Regions from separate parts of the Macaca mulatta genome. Here region 2 is linked to region 1. A link is a contact called in public Hi-C data. All regions are on one chromosome and are shown on one strand. Each heading gives the region's core, a stretch centred on a gene start, on an enhancer-like site or on the middle of the called end of the contact. The rest is flanking DNA. Distances are from core to core; before and after follow the strand shown. Region 1 holds the start of ZNRF1 (zinc and ring finger 1). Region 2 overlaps ZNRF1 (zinc and ring finger 1).

Evidence for each region. A called contact is a pair of places that touch in the nucleus more often than the background predicts.
Region 2: a contact with region 1 is called in a Hi-C map of fibroblasts, with 4 times the contacts expected there. The contact joins the enhancer-like site here to the promoter of ZNRF1 in region 1. A contact is called at or near these places in 7 of 14 Hi-C or Micro-C datasets (CD4 T cells, blood, fetal cortex germinal zone and 4 more).

Annotation. Positions count from the first base shown.
Region 1 is chr20:70,320,690-70,328,210 of T2T-MMU8v2.0, forward strand. ZNRF1 (zinc and ring finger 1) reads left to right here and starts at 3,435. Exons shown (of 5, transcript NM_001194453.2): 1 at 3,435-4,277. The coding sequence starts at 3,854.
Region 2 is chr20:70,426,730-70,434,250 of T2T-MMU8v2.0, forward strand. ZNRF1 (zinc and ring finger 1) reads left to right here. Exons shown (of 5, transcript NM_001194453.2): 3 at 2,127-2,232; 4 at 3,835-3,924; 5 at 5,099-6,060. The coding sequence ends at 3,892. Among named protein-coding and RNA genes, the nearest start is that of LDHD, 10 kb to the right of the region's middle. Within about 2 kb of position 2,897, at least 14 of the 40 cell types and tissues checked have an H3K27ac peak or open chromatin away from gene starts, as enhancers often do.

The sequences.
Region 1 (7,521 bases), core at 2,185-4,684:
TGTAGTATGAATCAGTACTTTATTCCTTTTTATGGCTGAATACTATTTCATTGTATAGATACACCACCTTTGGTTTACCTCTTTATCAACTGATGGGCATTTGGGTTGTTTCCACCTTTTGGCTCTTTTGAATAATGCTGCTATGAACATTTATGTACACATTTTTCTGTAGACATATGTTTTGCTTTCTCTCGGAACTATACCTAGGTAGGAGTGGAATTGCTGGGTCGTGTAACTCCATATTTAATCTTTTTGAGGAACTGATAGACTATTTTCCAAAGCAGCTGCACCATTTTACATTTCCACCAGCAAGGTACAAGGGTTCCAATTTTTCCACCTCTCATCAATACTTACTATTGCCCTTCTCTTTGATTATAGCCATTCAAGTGGGTGTGAAATGTTTCTTCTGAAGTTCTATGAGAACAGGGACTCCATCTGTCTGGTTCAGCACTGTATCCCACAACCTACTACAGTGCCTGGAATTTATTACATACTAAATATTTTGTTAAATACACTAAAAAACTGTTGAGTGAATGGATAAATCAAAAGCTATTTGGATAGTTACAATGGGTATCATGTATTTATCTCTCTAATAGGGATCTTCCAAGGGGTCTAATACCTTTTCTTTTGTTGTTAGTATAGTACTGAACCACTCTTCTGATACCATAGTCTTTCTTCTACAAGCAAATTGGATTAAATTTAAGCTTTCTTGTTTTGCCTCTTTAGGTATACACATACTCATATAGGCACCTACAGATAATTTATTAGATGTTGGCACATTTTGTTTCTTCCTATTTTTATTTCTCTAGCAAACAACTCTTACTTCTTTTTTTTTTTTTTTTGAGACGGAGTCTCACTTTGTGGTCCAGGCTGGAGTACAGTGGCCGGATCTCAGCTCACTGCAAGCTCCGCCTCCTGGGTTTACGCCATTCTCCTGCCTCAGCCTCCCGAGTAGCTGGGACTACAGGCACCTGCCACCTCGCCCGGCTAGTTTTTTGTATTTTTTAGTAGAGACGGGGTTTCACCATGTTAGCCAGGATGGTCTCGATCTCCTGACCTCGTGATCTGCCCGTCTCAGCCTCCCAAAGTGCTGGGATTACAGGCTTGAGCCACCGCGCCCGGCCAACAACTCTTACTTCTATAAGGCTGTTTGCTCACCTCCAGGTATTTCGTGCTTGCAAATAGCTTTCCTCCTGTTTCCAGGCTGGCGACACTGGAACAATCAATATCTGTGACAGGCTAGCCTTGCTCTTTTGGTTTTCTTTTAATATTTCTCTACACCCTGTTTTGGCCCCCCAGTTTAGAAGTATCTGGGGTCATTTAATAGGTAGAAGTCAGTTAAGCCAGGGACTGTGTGATCCTCACAGCCAGCACCTAGCACTTGATAAACAGTTGTTTAGCTGTCACAGTGGCTCATGATGTAATCCCAGCACTTTGTGAGGCTGAAGTGGGAGGACTGCTTGAGGCCAGGAGTTCCGGCCTGGGCAACATAGGGAAACTCCCATCTCTACTATATATTAATGTATGTACGTATATATATTTTTTGAGACAGTCTCTTTCTGTTGCCCAGTCTGGAGTGCAGTGATGTGATGTCAGTTCATTGTAACCTCTGCCTCCCGGGTTCGAGCCATTTTTCTGCCTCAGCTACCCAAGTACCTGGGACCATAGGCGTGAGCTACCACACCTGGCTAATGTATTTATTTTCTATTTTTAGTTTTTTAGTAGAAACAGGGTTTCACCATGTTGGCCAGGCTGGTCTCAAACTCCTGACCCCAGGTGATCCCCCCCGCCCCCCGCCCCACTCCGTCTCCTAGAGTGCTGGGATTACAAGCGAGTCACCATGTCCTGGCCTGATTTTCAAATTTTTAACAGACTTTTACTCAGGAGGCTGAGGCAGGAGAATTGCTTGAACCTGGAAGGCGGAGGTTGTCCAGCCTGGGCTACAGAGCAAGACTCCATCTCAAAAAAAAAAAAAGAAAGAAAGAAAGAAAGGAAAAGAAAAACAGGCCAGGTGTGGTGGCTCACGCCTGTAATTCTAACACTTCGGGAGGCCAAGGCGGGCGGATTACCTGAGGTCAGGAGTTCAAGACCAGCCTGGCCAATATGGTGAAACCCTGTCTCTACTAAAAATACAAAAAATTAGCCGGGTGCAGTGACACGCGCCTGTAATCCCAGCTACTCAGGAGGCTGAGGCAGGAGAATCGCTTGAACCTGGGAGGCGGAGGTTGCGATGAGCCGAGATTAGGCCACTCCACTCCAGCCTGGGTGACAGAGTGAGATTACGTCTCAAAAAAAAAAAAAAAAAAAAGAAAAAAAAAGAAAGAAAAAAAAGAAAAAGAAAAACAATTGTTCGCTGAATGAATGTGAATATAGGAGAGAAAGACGGACTGAGGTATCAAAGGAACCCTCCCTTGCAAAATGATGCAGGCTTGGTCAACAATACACCTATTGAGTACCCACCGTGTCCTTGGCCGTGGTGTAGGCCGAAACACAGAACATGGTAAACAAAACAGGGCTCCAACCTTGGACAGAAGGTTTCTATAATCACTTCTAGCTACGTAGTTCTATTTCCATATCCATATCTATTCACATTTTATGGTACCTCTATTGGTTCTGAAAATTACATTTTAGCTAAGGAATCTACTCATTTGCTTAAGCCCAAAATAGGAAGTTCTGACCTAGTGTCAGCAACACTCCGGATTCACAAGTGTCCCCATGGCGCTGTTTACCCCCAAATAGCTAAACCCCGCCAAATGTTGAGATTCCGGACCTGAGGGGTGCTTGGATGGGGAACCCCCGAAAGAATGGACATCACGTCCACCAGAGGGTGCTGTGGGGGCAAATTTGTGCCAGGAGGGGAGCTCGACTGGTGACCCTCAGAGCCAGGTAGGCGTAAGGAGTAAATCTCCTTCTTCCCGGTGTTTCCTTCCCACCCCCTCGAACCATTGCTGCCCCTCCCCCATACGTGGTTCCCCCTGAATAATTTGCCATTTTCGGGGACTTAAGAAGTGTTTGCTTTTCAAAGACATCTGGTTTCTGTGGCTAACGCCCAGTGGCTCAGGCCGCCCAGGTCACAGGCCGGCCGGGGGCGGGCGGTGGGTGGGGACTGCTGGGGCGTCAGCTGCCCGGGCGCCGCAGGGGCCGCGAAAGGGTTAACCCGACGGGGGGAGGGGGAGGGGGCGCAGGCCGCGCCTGCGCTCTGCCGCCCTCCATTGTCTCCACGGCGGCCAGGAGCGCCGGCAAGCGCTGCCCGGGACCGAGCGGGGTGGCGCGGCTGGCGGGGCCGGCGGCGACTGAAGCGAGAGCGCGACACGACGCGACCGCGGCTTCCCGAGCTGCGCCTGGCCGCCCAGCGCCGCGGCCCGCCCGAGGCCTGGAGAGGTCCGGGCCGCCGTCCATGGTCGCGGCGTCCTGAGGCGGGGGACGCGCCTGGCGCCCCCGGTCCTCCTCCTCCTCCCGCGGGGCGGGCGGCCTCCTCCGGCGCCTCCCCGCGCCCGCCTGCCTCTCGCCGCCGCCTCCCTCCCTCCTTCCCTGCGGCTCCCCCGGCTTTCGGAGCCCGGGGGCGGCCTGTGGCGCGCGGAGCCCGCGCCGGACTGCGCCTCTTTGGACCTTGAGGGGAAACATGCGTTTGGCTTGGATCGTTTGAAATTCTGAGTTTGGGATCCCCGCCCGCCCGCCTGCCTCTTCCGCCCCGCGGGTTTTTTCCTTTTTTCTTTTGCTTTTTTCTTTTCTCCCTTCGGGTCTCCTTTTTGACTCCCTCCCTCTTTATGCTCGCCCAGCCCTCCCCCCGCTGCTGAGAAGTGGGGGAGGGTCTCGGCCTCCAGGTTCCCGCCCCACCGGGGCCCGGGCGAGCATGGGGGGCAAGCAGAGCACGGCGACCCGCTCCCGGGGCCCCTTCCCGGGGGTCTCCACCGATGACAGCGCCGTGCCGCCGCCGGGAGGGGCGCCCCATTTCGGGCACTACCGGACGGGCGGCGGGGCCATGGGGCTGCGCAGCCGCTCGGTCAGCTCGGTGGCAGGCATGGGCATGGACCCCAGCACAGCAGGGGGGGTGCCCTTTGGCCTCTACACCCCCGCCTCCCGGGGCACCGGCGACTCTGAGAGGGCGCCCGGCGGCGGAGGGTCCGCGTCCGACTCCACCTATGCCCATGGCAATGGTTACCAGGAGACGGGCGGCAGTCACCATAGAGACGGGATGCTGTACCTGGGCTCCCGAGCCTCGCTGGCGGATGCTCTACCTCTGCACATCGCACCCAGGTGGTTCAGCTCGCACAGTGGTGAGTCCACGGTGGTGGAGGCCTCGGAGGGAGGGCGCGCCGGGGCGCCCCAAGCCTTCGCGCGCGTGCCAAGGTTTGGGAATATAGTGCACGACCGGGATCTGTCTGCCTTCCCTTTGGTTCCCGATGCCAAGGGATGAATGGGATACCTACCCTCTGGGAACTAGGCTTTCTGCAAGGTTGCGGAGCCTGGCGATGTAGGACTCCCGGCGTGTGTTCACTTGTGGAAGGGCAGAGCGAAGCCTACCTATTGGAGTCCCATTTATTGGCATCTCCCTCCTCAGAGAAGCGGTCTTCTCTGGCTGAGAGCAAGTCAGCCTGGGTGCTTCCATTCTGCCACTGCAGCACTGTGCCTGCCTCACCAGTAACGGAGAGATGGAGCCAGTTGGAGCAAGCAGTGTCTCCAAAACAGAGAGTATGAAAATGAAATAAAATTAGGGGCGAGTGATGCCTGGATTAGGGCTCTCACTCTTGCTGGGAGAGAGAGGTGCCCAGTTGTGCCACCCTGCTGGAGATCTGTTTGAAATGTTTAAAATGGAGCAGCCGGCAGGCGGCTGGCATAGACAGGTGTGGCTGCTGTACGGAGGGCCCAGCCGGCGAGTCTCGCGGGGGCTTTGCAGGACCAGGGCTCTGGTCACCCGTACTGCATGCAGCAGACTTGGCTCCACGACTCTCACCTCCCTCCATCTTTTTTCTTCTGCTCCATGCTAAGTGCTTGGTCTTCCCGTGAATCTGCATCTTTTTGTAACAGGGAGCCTGTCAAGGTGGGGCATTATTGCCTGACTGTTGGCACATGACTGGGGGAAAGGAGGATTCAGAGAATCTGGATGAATTCATTTTATGAACTTCTGGTGACAGGCCAGCAAAAGGTTGGAGGGGGATTTCCCAGGCTCCTACTGGGAGGGCTAAAAAGGCCTGGCAGGAGGAAAACAGGTCTGTCTGCTAGGTCAGGCTTCTAGAAAATTGGCCAAAAGGTGTGTGGGGCCGCTGTTTGCTAATTGGCAAGTTGAGTGAATAAGTTACATCTTAAGTTTCTTTTGGGTGAGTTGGGAAAATTTAGATATTGTGTAGGGGAAAGATTGCTCCTGCCTTTAGGGTACTTTATGGAGGGTAATATCTCGTGGATCACTGTTTTACCTACTGTGAAATAGAGTTGACTTTTGGGGTATCGCTTTCCCCCTCCCTGCAAATATCCTGGGGTTTGTTTTCATTTGGTTCGGTTTTTTGTCAATTCTATAAACTATGTGAAATAGAGTTGGGGGACGAACTGTTAGTGACTAATTTAGGGTAACCCTTAGAAGTAGCTTGTGAATTGTTAGGATGATATTTTAATCTCTGAACAGACCTCCGGATATCATTGGAGCTTTTCTGACCTCATCGAACTCTGACCTGAATGAGATGCAAAACATGATTGCCTTTGGCTCTTTCAGGCATTTGATCAAAATTAGGCATTTTGAAATTAATAATCTTTCCTATGAAATTTAGTTCAGAGAGTTAGCCATATTTTTGAGATGACTGGTTAGGTGTTTAAAAGAACTGTAATGAGCATCTGGTTTTGAACTTAAAAGCACTATACGAAGTTTCTCTAAAATCACAGAATTTTGTGTGTTGAAAAACATGAGATATGTAGGGAGGAAGAAAGGGAGTTTTTTTTTTTTTTTTTTTTTCTGAAATTTCTTCAGTCTGTCTCTTACTAAAAATTTATTTATTATGCTACTGCCAGGTTCCATGCTAAAGTTATGAGCTTATAATTGGATTCCAGAATTTCAGTCCTAAGCTGTGAAAGCTTATTTTTTTTCATCCTGTTATGGTGAGAGTAGGGAGAGCCACTGAACTGTGGGGACAGGAAAGTTGGAGCACATTAATCCTTTGGGGAAGGGTGTCAAAAGCGTGTATGGGAGGCTGCTATTAATATTGTAGGTAATCTGTTCCTTACTGTGTAGGACCATCATGTCCTTCTGCAAGACATTGAGCATGCCTGGCCCCACCTACTAAATGCTGATAGCATCCAGCAGTTCAGTGTGTCACCCCAAAATGTCCCCAAGAACTCCCAAATGCCCTCTGGGGTGTGGGTGGTATCACTCTGGTTGAGAACCACTGCTTTAGGGATTTATTCTTTTATTTACATAAAGTCATTAACTTTTCCTGTGCAGTTCATTTGAGATGAACCTTCGTGTGCAGCATCGGTTCCATCTCACCTGAAACAGACCATGGGATCTTCCAGGACATGTTTCCTCTGTTGCTCATTGCTGCAAGAAGCAAAACTTGTTTCTGCTTTGGAGCCTTTGAGTAAGGTCTAAGCGGCTTTTGCTGTTGTGTTGTAAGATTAGAAGGGTAAAGATTTTGGTGCACAATTGATTAGATGCCTGGAAGTTGATATGATGCGTTTCCTTGTGTTTTCAAGGTGCTCTTGCAACTCTTCATGGGTACAGAAAACAGTTGTCAGTGAAATACATGGGGGAGTTCAGTGTATCCGAGGCCATCTCAGAGAGCGTGGGCTCAGGCTGAGTCTAGAGGTAGAATACGGAAGAGCCCTGGTCCCAGCTCCTCCTCTGAGCAGCTGTGACCTTGGGCAAGATATATCCCCTCTCTGGAGCCTCATCTTTGTCGTTTTTAAGATAGTTGTGGTCATCCTCATGAGCTCCAGCCTTGCTCCGCAAATCCCGGGAGAGGAAGCGCTGTGGTCACGTTTGTCTTCTCTAGGTTCCTGGCTTCCCTGTGCTGTGACCCCCACGTATCCCATTCCCTATGCCTGGAGTGCTTTTCTGTCCATTCTTCACACGCAATCCTCTTTCTGATCTCTTAGGGCTTAGAGACCACTCTTAAAAATTGGCCCCTCCTGTTATTCTCTCCAGTCACTCACTTGTTACCTTCATCATTCTTTTTTTTTTTTTTTTTTTTTTGAGACGGAGTTTCACTCTTGTTGCCCAGGCTGGAGTGCAGTGGCATGACTTCAGCTTACCGCAGCCTCCGCCTCCCGGGTTCAAGCAATTCTCCTGCCTCAGCCTCCGGAGTAGTTGGGATTACTGGCATGCGCCACCACGCCTAATAAGCTTGGGGCTAATTTTGCATTTTTAGTAGAGATGGGGGTTTCTCCATGTTTATCAGGCTGGTCTCAAACTACCGACCTCAGGTGATCTGCCTGACCCGGCCTCCCAAAGTGCTGGGATTACAGGCGTGAGCTACTGCGCCCTGCACCTTAATCATTCTTAACATACTTTGTAAACATTTTATCTTTTACATT
Region 2 (7,521 bases), core at 1,647-4,146, 110 kb after region 1:
GCCCAGAATCTCCCGTCACCACCCCAGCCTCATCCATCCTCAGCCTTCTCCAAAGCCTTCCTGGAACAGCCTGATGAGGCCTCTTTCTCCATTCCCTCGCCCCTGGGCCTGCGCGTCAGAAGATGTCCTGGAAGTCCTCACGCTGTGCCTTTTGGTCTCCTCGTTCGGCATCCCTACTAGTCTGTGAGCTGCTTGAATCCCAAGATCACGACTATTCACTGTCGCCGGCACGCAGAATGTCATAGGACTTAATAAAAACCACTGGGTTCCCACAGGTGCAAGGAGCTTCCTTCCATTTCTTCTTTTTGGGATGGTGAGCAGGGTCATTTTTGTTTCTTTCTTTTTAAACATTGAGATGAAATTCACCATAAAATTAACCATTTTTATATGTGCAATTTAATAGCATTTAGGACATTCACAACCCCCATCTTTATCTGGTTCCAAACACTTCATTGCCCCACAAGAAAACCTCTGATGTGATTCCACTTATATGAGGTAGCTAAAATAGTCAAACTCACAGAAGCAGAGAGGAGAAAACTAGTGGCGGCCAGGGGCTGGGCGAGGGGGAGGGGAGTGGTGCATTAATGGGTGTAACATTTTAGTTATGCAAGATGAGTAAGTTCTAGACATCTCCCGTACAACATAGTGCCTACAGTTGACAATACTGTATTGTATACTTGAAGATTTATTAAGAGGATACAGCGGCCGGGCGCGGTGGCTCAAGCCTGTAATCCCAGCACTTTGGGAGGCCGAGGCGGGCGGATCACAAGGTCAGGAGATCGAGACCATCCTGGCTAACACTGTGAAACCCCGTCTCTACTAAAAATGCAAAAAATTAGCCGGGCGAGGCGGCGGGCGCCTGTAGTCCCAGCTACTCGGGAGGCTGAGGCAGGAGAATGGCGTGAACCCGGGAGGCGGAGCTTGCAGTGAGCCGAGATCGCGCCACTGCACTCCAGCCTGGGCGACTAAGCGAGACTCTGTCTCAAAAAAAAAAAAAAAAAAAAAAGGAGGATACAGCATATGTTAGTCTTACCACAAAAAAGTTTTTAAAAGGGGAAAAATGGGTCGGGCGTGGTGGCTCATGCCTTAATCCCAGCACTTTGAGAGGCCAAGGTGGGCAGATCACAAGGTCAGAAGTTCAAGACCAGCCCGGCCAACATGGTGAAAGCCATCTCTACTAAAAATACAAAAATGAGCCAGACGTAGTGGTGGGCGCCTGTAATCCCAGGTACTTGGGAGGCTGAGACAGGAGAATCACTTGAACCCAGGAGGCGGGGATTGCAGTGAGCCGAGATAGTGCCACTACACTGCAGCCTGGGCGACAAAGTGAGACTCCACCTCAAATAAAAGGGTGGGGGAAAGAAAACCCCTTCCCCATTAAGTAGTCACTCCCCGTTTCCCCCGTCCCCAATCCCAATCTCCTTTCTCTCTATGAATGTATCTATTCTGGACATTTCATATGAGTGGGTTCATACAATAGGTGGTTTCTTTTACTTTATGTAATATTTTTGACATTTATCCATGTTGTAGCATGTGGCAGTTCTTCCTTTTCCTGACTGAGTAGTATTCCATCGTCTGGATACATCATCTCTGTGGATCCGTTGCACAGCTGGTAGACACTGGGTTGTTTCCACCTTTGGGCTGTTGTGAACAACGCTGCTGTGAACCTCCATGCACAAGGATTTTCTTGGGGACCAGTTTCTTCCTCTCATTCTTGCCTCCTACCACTCTCTCCATTACCATATTTTTCTAAACCAGACATCAGCGCACCAGCTGTGTGTGTGTTTAGGGAAAGCATCTGTGGAGGGAAACAGCTTGCCTCATGTTGCCCCTGCTTCGTGTCTACCCTTCACCAAGCCTTTTTTGTCCACTGTCACCTAGGCTTTTGGTTAATTGCGTGTTGGGATTAATCCCATTTTGTCTTTGGGTAATTAACATGTGGTGTCCACGCATTATCTATCTCCATGGTGAGAGTCAAGGTCCCTCTTGGGTTTCTGTGTCCCCTGCAGAGCCGAGCACAGCTTGGGGCAGCTTAGCAGTTCCCTAGTTCCTAGGCTCTCACCTGCCCCGTGCCACCTGTCCACTGGTGACTAACCCTCTTGCACTCTCCCCTGTCCCCCTTGCAGATGATGTGCTGACTAAAGATGCGGGTGAGTGTGTGATCTGCCTGGAGGAGCTGCTGCAGGGGGACACGATAGCCAGGCTGCCCTGCCTGTGCATCTATCACAAAAGGTAGGAGGGTTTGGCAGGGTAGCTCAGTGCACCCCACCTCCCAGAGGGGCAGACCCCTATCTCCAGCCATTCTGTTTCCTTTGGTTATGGGATGATCTCTCCCCCAACCTCTGGCTCCGAGTGGGTAAGAGCAGAGGCTGTCAGACAGGTGTCCACTGTGCCGGCGGGAAGGTGCGAGCATCCCAAGCGCAGGGCAGAGCTGAGTTGCCAGAGGTGTGCTCTGGTTTGAGGACTCAGGTGGTGGGAGCTGATGGGGAGGCCTGTGGAGCCTCACAGGTTGGAGGAGCTTAGGATGCCACCGGGAAGGTTGGTTCTCCGTCTGTCTCCCTGCCTCTTCTTCTTCTACGGGCCCTCTGCTCCACGGGGGGAGAACATCAATCTGTGCGAGGAAGGCCAGGCGGAGGGTGTGCCCACTGCCTTGCACTGACCTTCTCCCTAGAGGGCCAGGAGGCAGGAAGAGCCATTTCCTGTGGGGCCACAGCACTGGGAGCAGTTGTAAGTAGCAGGCCCAGATTCACCCTCAGGCTCCAGTGTGAGCCTGGTCCTTGTTTCCAGCCAGAAGGAAGGCATCCTCTTGCCCAAGAGAGGAGGACACTGTGCTGCCTGTCGCCAGCACCTGCTGAATCCTTGAGCCCAGAGCTGCTTCCTGACACTCAGGTCTTTCAAAGCCTGACTCTCAGGGCCACTGCTGCACAGGATGACAACCAGGCACGACACGCGGCATGGCTGGTGCAGAGGAGGCTCAAGGCTGGCCTGGGAGAGATTCTTGGTCTAGCTCCCAGCACGGAGCCTTGCTTGTGTCCCAGGGAGGCACTAACCAGAACCAGAAAAGGAAATCTTTGACTCTCAGGGAGAATTATGCAAATTATCTGTCTGGTTCCTGTCTTTGAAAATGCCCAGATGTTGGTTTACAAATCAGGAAGCTGTCTTGGGGCAATCTCTGTTCCCTCTTTGATGCAGAGGGCCTTGCTCTGTAAACACTGGACACCAGGGCTGACTGTCTCTGGTCTGACTCCCCTCCTGCCTCTTGCAGTAAGGACTAGATGCTGCTATCAGCTGATCACGGCTGAGAGGGTAGAGCTTGGGGCTCTCCTAAGAGGTCACCCACTGGGAGGGAGCCTCACAGCTGTTCTTTTGACCCAGGAAGGAGCTCTTTCAGGACCCTGGCGCCCAGAGCCATGGCCCTTCTGCCGTGCCATTGTTCCCATTTCCCTGTCCTTGGAGTCTTAGAGACAGCTGACTAGCTGCCCTGCGGGGTCCACCGCTCTCACCTCACTGGTGGCTGCTGCCATCCTCCTGGGCCCTGTGCACAGAAAGCTTTGGTCCTTCTCAAGGCCACTCTCCCCCTTCCTACAGCACCAGATCCCCCTGAGCCAGTACCCACCACCACTGCCTCTGGCTGGGCCAAGACTAATCTTGGTGTTCTCCCTTCTTCGTGCTTCAGAAAGTAGCCATGTCTGGGGACATGATTGTGTTTCTCTGGGGTCCTTTCAGAAGAGACTTAGGAAGCTCCTGCTCAGGAATCTGGCCCTTTGAAAGAGCCCCTTCAAAGCAGCCTGGGCAGCAGGTAATGTGGTTTCCCTTGCGGCCCCCTCCCCCCAGCTGCATAGACTCGTGGTTTGAAGTGAACAGATCTTGTCCGGAACACCCTGCGGACTGACCTGCGGGCTTGCTTGCTGACTCCTCTCAAAGGTGAGCCCGCGTTTGGGGGTGCTCCCGGCTCAAGGCTTGGGGTCAGGTCACTTTGGGGGCATGCAGTTTAGGGAGCAGGGCTGCCCTTATGCCACTGAGAAGAAAGCAGGAGCAGAGGGAAGGAGAACCTTATCAATTAGTCATCTGGAAATGATTTTCCCTGGGAAGGACAAGAGATACAAATCAACATGGGCAGTTATGAAGAACAGGCTCAGAAGAGTTAGGATCAGCTGGGGAAGAGACCAGTACATTCTACATTCCTAAAGAAAGTTCAGGAATATCCCCTGGGAATGTGCACGGGCAGGAAAAGGAGCCTGAGCGCTGGGTTTGTGCCTGGCATGGTCTCATCCTCGCTGAGCTCTGAGTCTCTGCCTCTTCTCTGGTAACGGGGATAATCTCACTCCCTGTTGCCATAAGGACATTGCACTTACTAAACAGACAGCCATGGGCAGCGGTGCATTGTTCCCTACAAAGTGCTCGTCAGTGATCATTTGACCACTGCTTCTTCCCATGCCGCTTCCAGATGAATCTGAGGCCTCCAGGCCAGACTCGATCTCGATCCCTCCATCCCACAGCACTGGGTGCTGACTCCACACATCGCTCTGGCTCACCGCTGGGTCTGGCCTCCCCATTTCTTCCCCAAGGGTACCCCGCTTGCTGCCAGCCATCCACCCCTGACCCCCATCTCACCTGTCCCTTCCAAGTTCTGGGCTGGCATTTTCCTTTTTCTGGCAAACAAGTAGACAAAACCCCCATAAAAACCAAAAGCCGAACTCCATCTCACAGCCAAAGGTTTTGGGGCCTCTCTTCTTCCCCTCCCTTTCTCTCTCTCTTGTTTTTGTTTTCTTTTGTTAGGTTTATTTTATTTATTCCAAGTAAACTCTCCCAGAACAGCTGATGATGTCAGACAAATCAGGGACATTTGCTTTTTTTTTTACCTTCACCTCAAAAACTGATGACAAGGGGAGAAGAAAGAGCCAGGGGGAGAGTGAGGCAGGGGAGTAGAACCTGCCCAGGCGCATGGCTGCAAATTCCCCATGTGCTGTTTGACTTCTGGGGTCCTGTGTAGTAGATGCCCCAGCCCCGCCTGCCCTCTCGGGATGCAGCTGCCCTGGGATGCAGCCGCCAGCCCTCGGCCCGACGGAGCACGACTTATTTATTACGGTCCACACAGGGACAGAGAGCCCCTGCTCCAGGGAGGAGGCTCACCGGACCCTGGGGCGGAGCTGAGCTTGGGACACCAGCGGGAACAGGGCACCCCTTCTGCACTGACTTCCAGATCATGGTTCTCCCTTCCTCCCTGAGGACACCAAATTGGATGAGAGCAAGTTTGAGAGAAGAATGAATCAACTGCTATCCTTCCCCTCACCCCTCAGCCCAGGAGGGAAAGGGCATTTTCTTTTTCATCTTTGAAAGGCATTGTGGGTCTGTCTTTAAAGTGTTTACAAAAAAAAAAATTATATAAAAAAAAAGTCTAGTGTCGACTGGTGTTTTCCCTCGTGATGTTTACAGCTTGCTGTTTGCTGCCCAGCCATAACCCACTCAGTGACAGACGAACACAGCCAAGCCCTCGCCGCCAGCCTTCTGACGGTGGGCGAGCACACAGTCTCTTCCCCTGCCCCAACTGGCCTTCTCCACCACCAACTTGTCTACTTTGGGTTTGGTTTTTTTTCTTCTATTTTTCTGGCTTGGTTTTTTGCTCTTTTCTCCCTTTGAGACCCTAATATCTTGACTTCATTGCCAAAAAACAACCCATCGAGAACTTTCTTCCCACTGATCCCATCTCTTTTTCCCTTCTTTCCTCCTGGTTCCGGTCAGTTCAGAGGATTTAACAATCACAAGTGTCCTGCAAAAATGCCTGAACTTTATTCTTAGGCCCTTGTGGATTTTTTTTCCCAGAAAACTTAAACAAAAAAAGACTTACTAAGAAATATGTACAGCTACCCCTGTTTTCAGGCACTATGTTTGAGAACATTTTAGCCATTGATGTTCACACGTGGCATCAGCCCATGCAAGATAGGTTTCTGTATTTATATATTAAAATACAAAAAAAAACTTATAAAATGTTTAAAAAAATGTTCAAAGCTTGGGAGAAAAGCTTTCTTCATTAGTCAAGGTGTTTTGATATGGTATTAAAATGTCTAATAAAAGATACACTGTGTGATTTTATTTTAATGAGGTGTTGTTATACAACCAAGAAATGGGGGCAGGGGCCTGCCCCCCAATCCCTCACCTACCTCCTTAGCATTCCTTCAGGCTGCTGCTCGGGGCTCCAGGTGTGTGAATTGGTCCTCAGACAGGCCTGGGTGGAGGGAGAGTGGCAAGTCAGGCGTGCCTCCTACAAGCTTCCTAACCTCTTAAGCATCATGGAACCAGTCAGCCCTCCTCTGTGGAGTCATTGTGCCGGACCTCTGAAAAGATCTGCAGGGGCCAAGATGTTGCAGCCACTGGAGGCTGCAAGGATGTGGGTTCTTCCAGGTGTGGGCCCAGCCCCCCTCCTTCCAGCCTCTGCTCCCCATCCCACGTTCCACTCGCCCTGCCTGTTGTTCAGTTTGCATCTCAGTGCTGACTCACGGGCATGCTTCATTGAGGCCCAGGAAGAGGCCCTGGTTTGGGGCTGTGCCAGTTCAGAGCCCTTGAACCAGAACCAACTGCTCAGGCTCACAAAAGTTGGCAAAATGCAGGCTGGGCGGGCAGCTCGGGGCAGGGAGCAGCAGTGCAGGCCTGGCCTGTGTCCCCATGCCCCGCGGGCTCCCGGAGCAGCGTTCCAGAGCCTCCTGCAGAGCCAGCGAAGGAAAGCTGTGGAGGGAGATGACTCCACCGCCTCTCTGCTCTGACCCTTCTCAGGCCCGCCTGATGTCTGGACCACCCCCCTGCTGCCACAGCCCCTGGCTCCGCAGTCACCCTCCATCAGATGCTTCCAGAGGCACCTACTGTGTGCAAGGGCATTCACAACAGGCCAGTGGGCAAACGTGAGCCAGGGCCAGCGGAGAAACACTAAAGACGACTCGGTGGTTCAGAGCCTGGGCCTCAGCGCGGGACCCGTCTGGGGTGAAGACCTTGGGGCTGTTGTGAGTCGACGGCAGGAACGTGGGCTCTAGACTGTGCATTCAGGCTCTCCTACTTGGCAGAATGATCTTGGGGAAACGACTTCATCTGAACTTCAGATTTTTCACATGTGAAGTGGGGACAAAACCATGCAGCTCAGAGGTCCCTGTGGGGGCCGGGGGAGCTGCCCTGCAGGTCCTGGCACATGCACAGCAGGCTCCCCATAGCTTTGTCACCACAAAGGGCACTGTTCTATTCACAGCACCTCCTGCTTCTGCCTGGCAACTGTGTCTCCCTGTGCTATATTTAATTCCACCAGCAAAGCTGGCAAGGCAGGGCCCAGCCCTGAAGGAGATCTCCTTGCCTGAGCCCTGGATCGGGAAACGGAGGCTTCCATGTGCCCACCTTCGCGGCTTAAGCCTGCTGCTTTGGCAGTGCCACGGGTGAGCCGAGCAGCTGTGAGTTGGGTGGGGCAGGGCTGTAGCCCACGCCGGGTGCTATTCCAGGCTCCAGGGGCTGGTGCTCATCCCCACCCCCAGCGACTTCAGT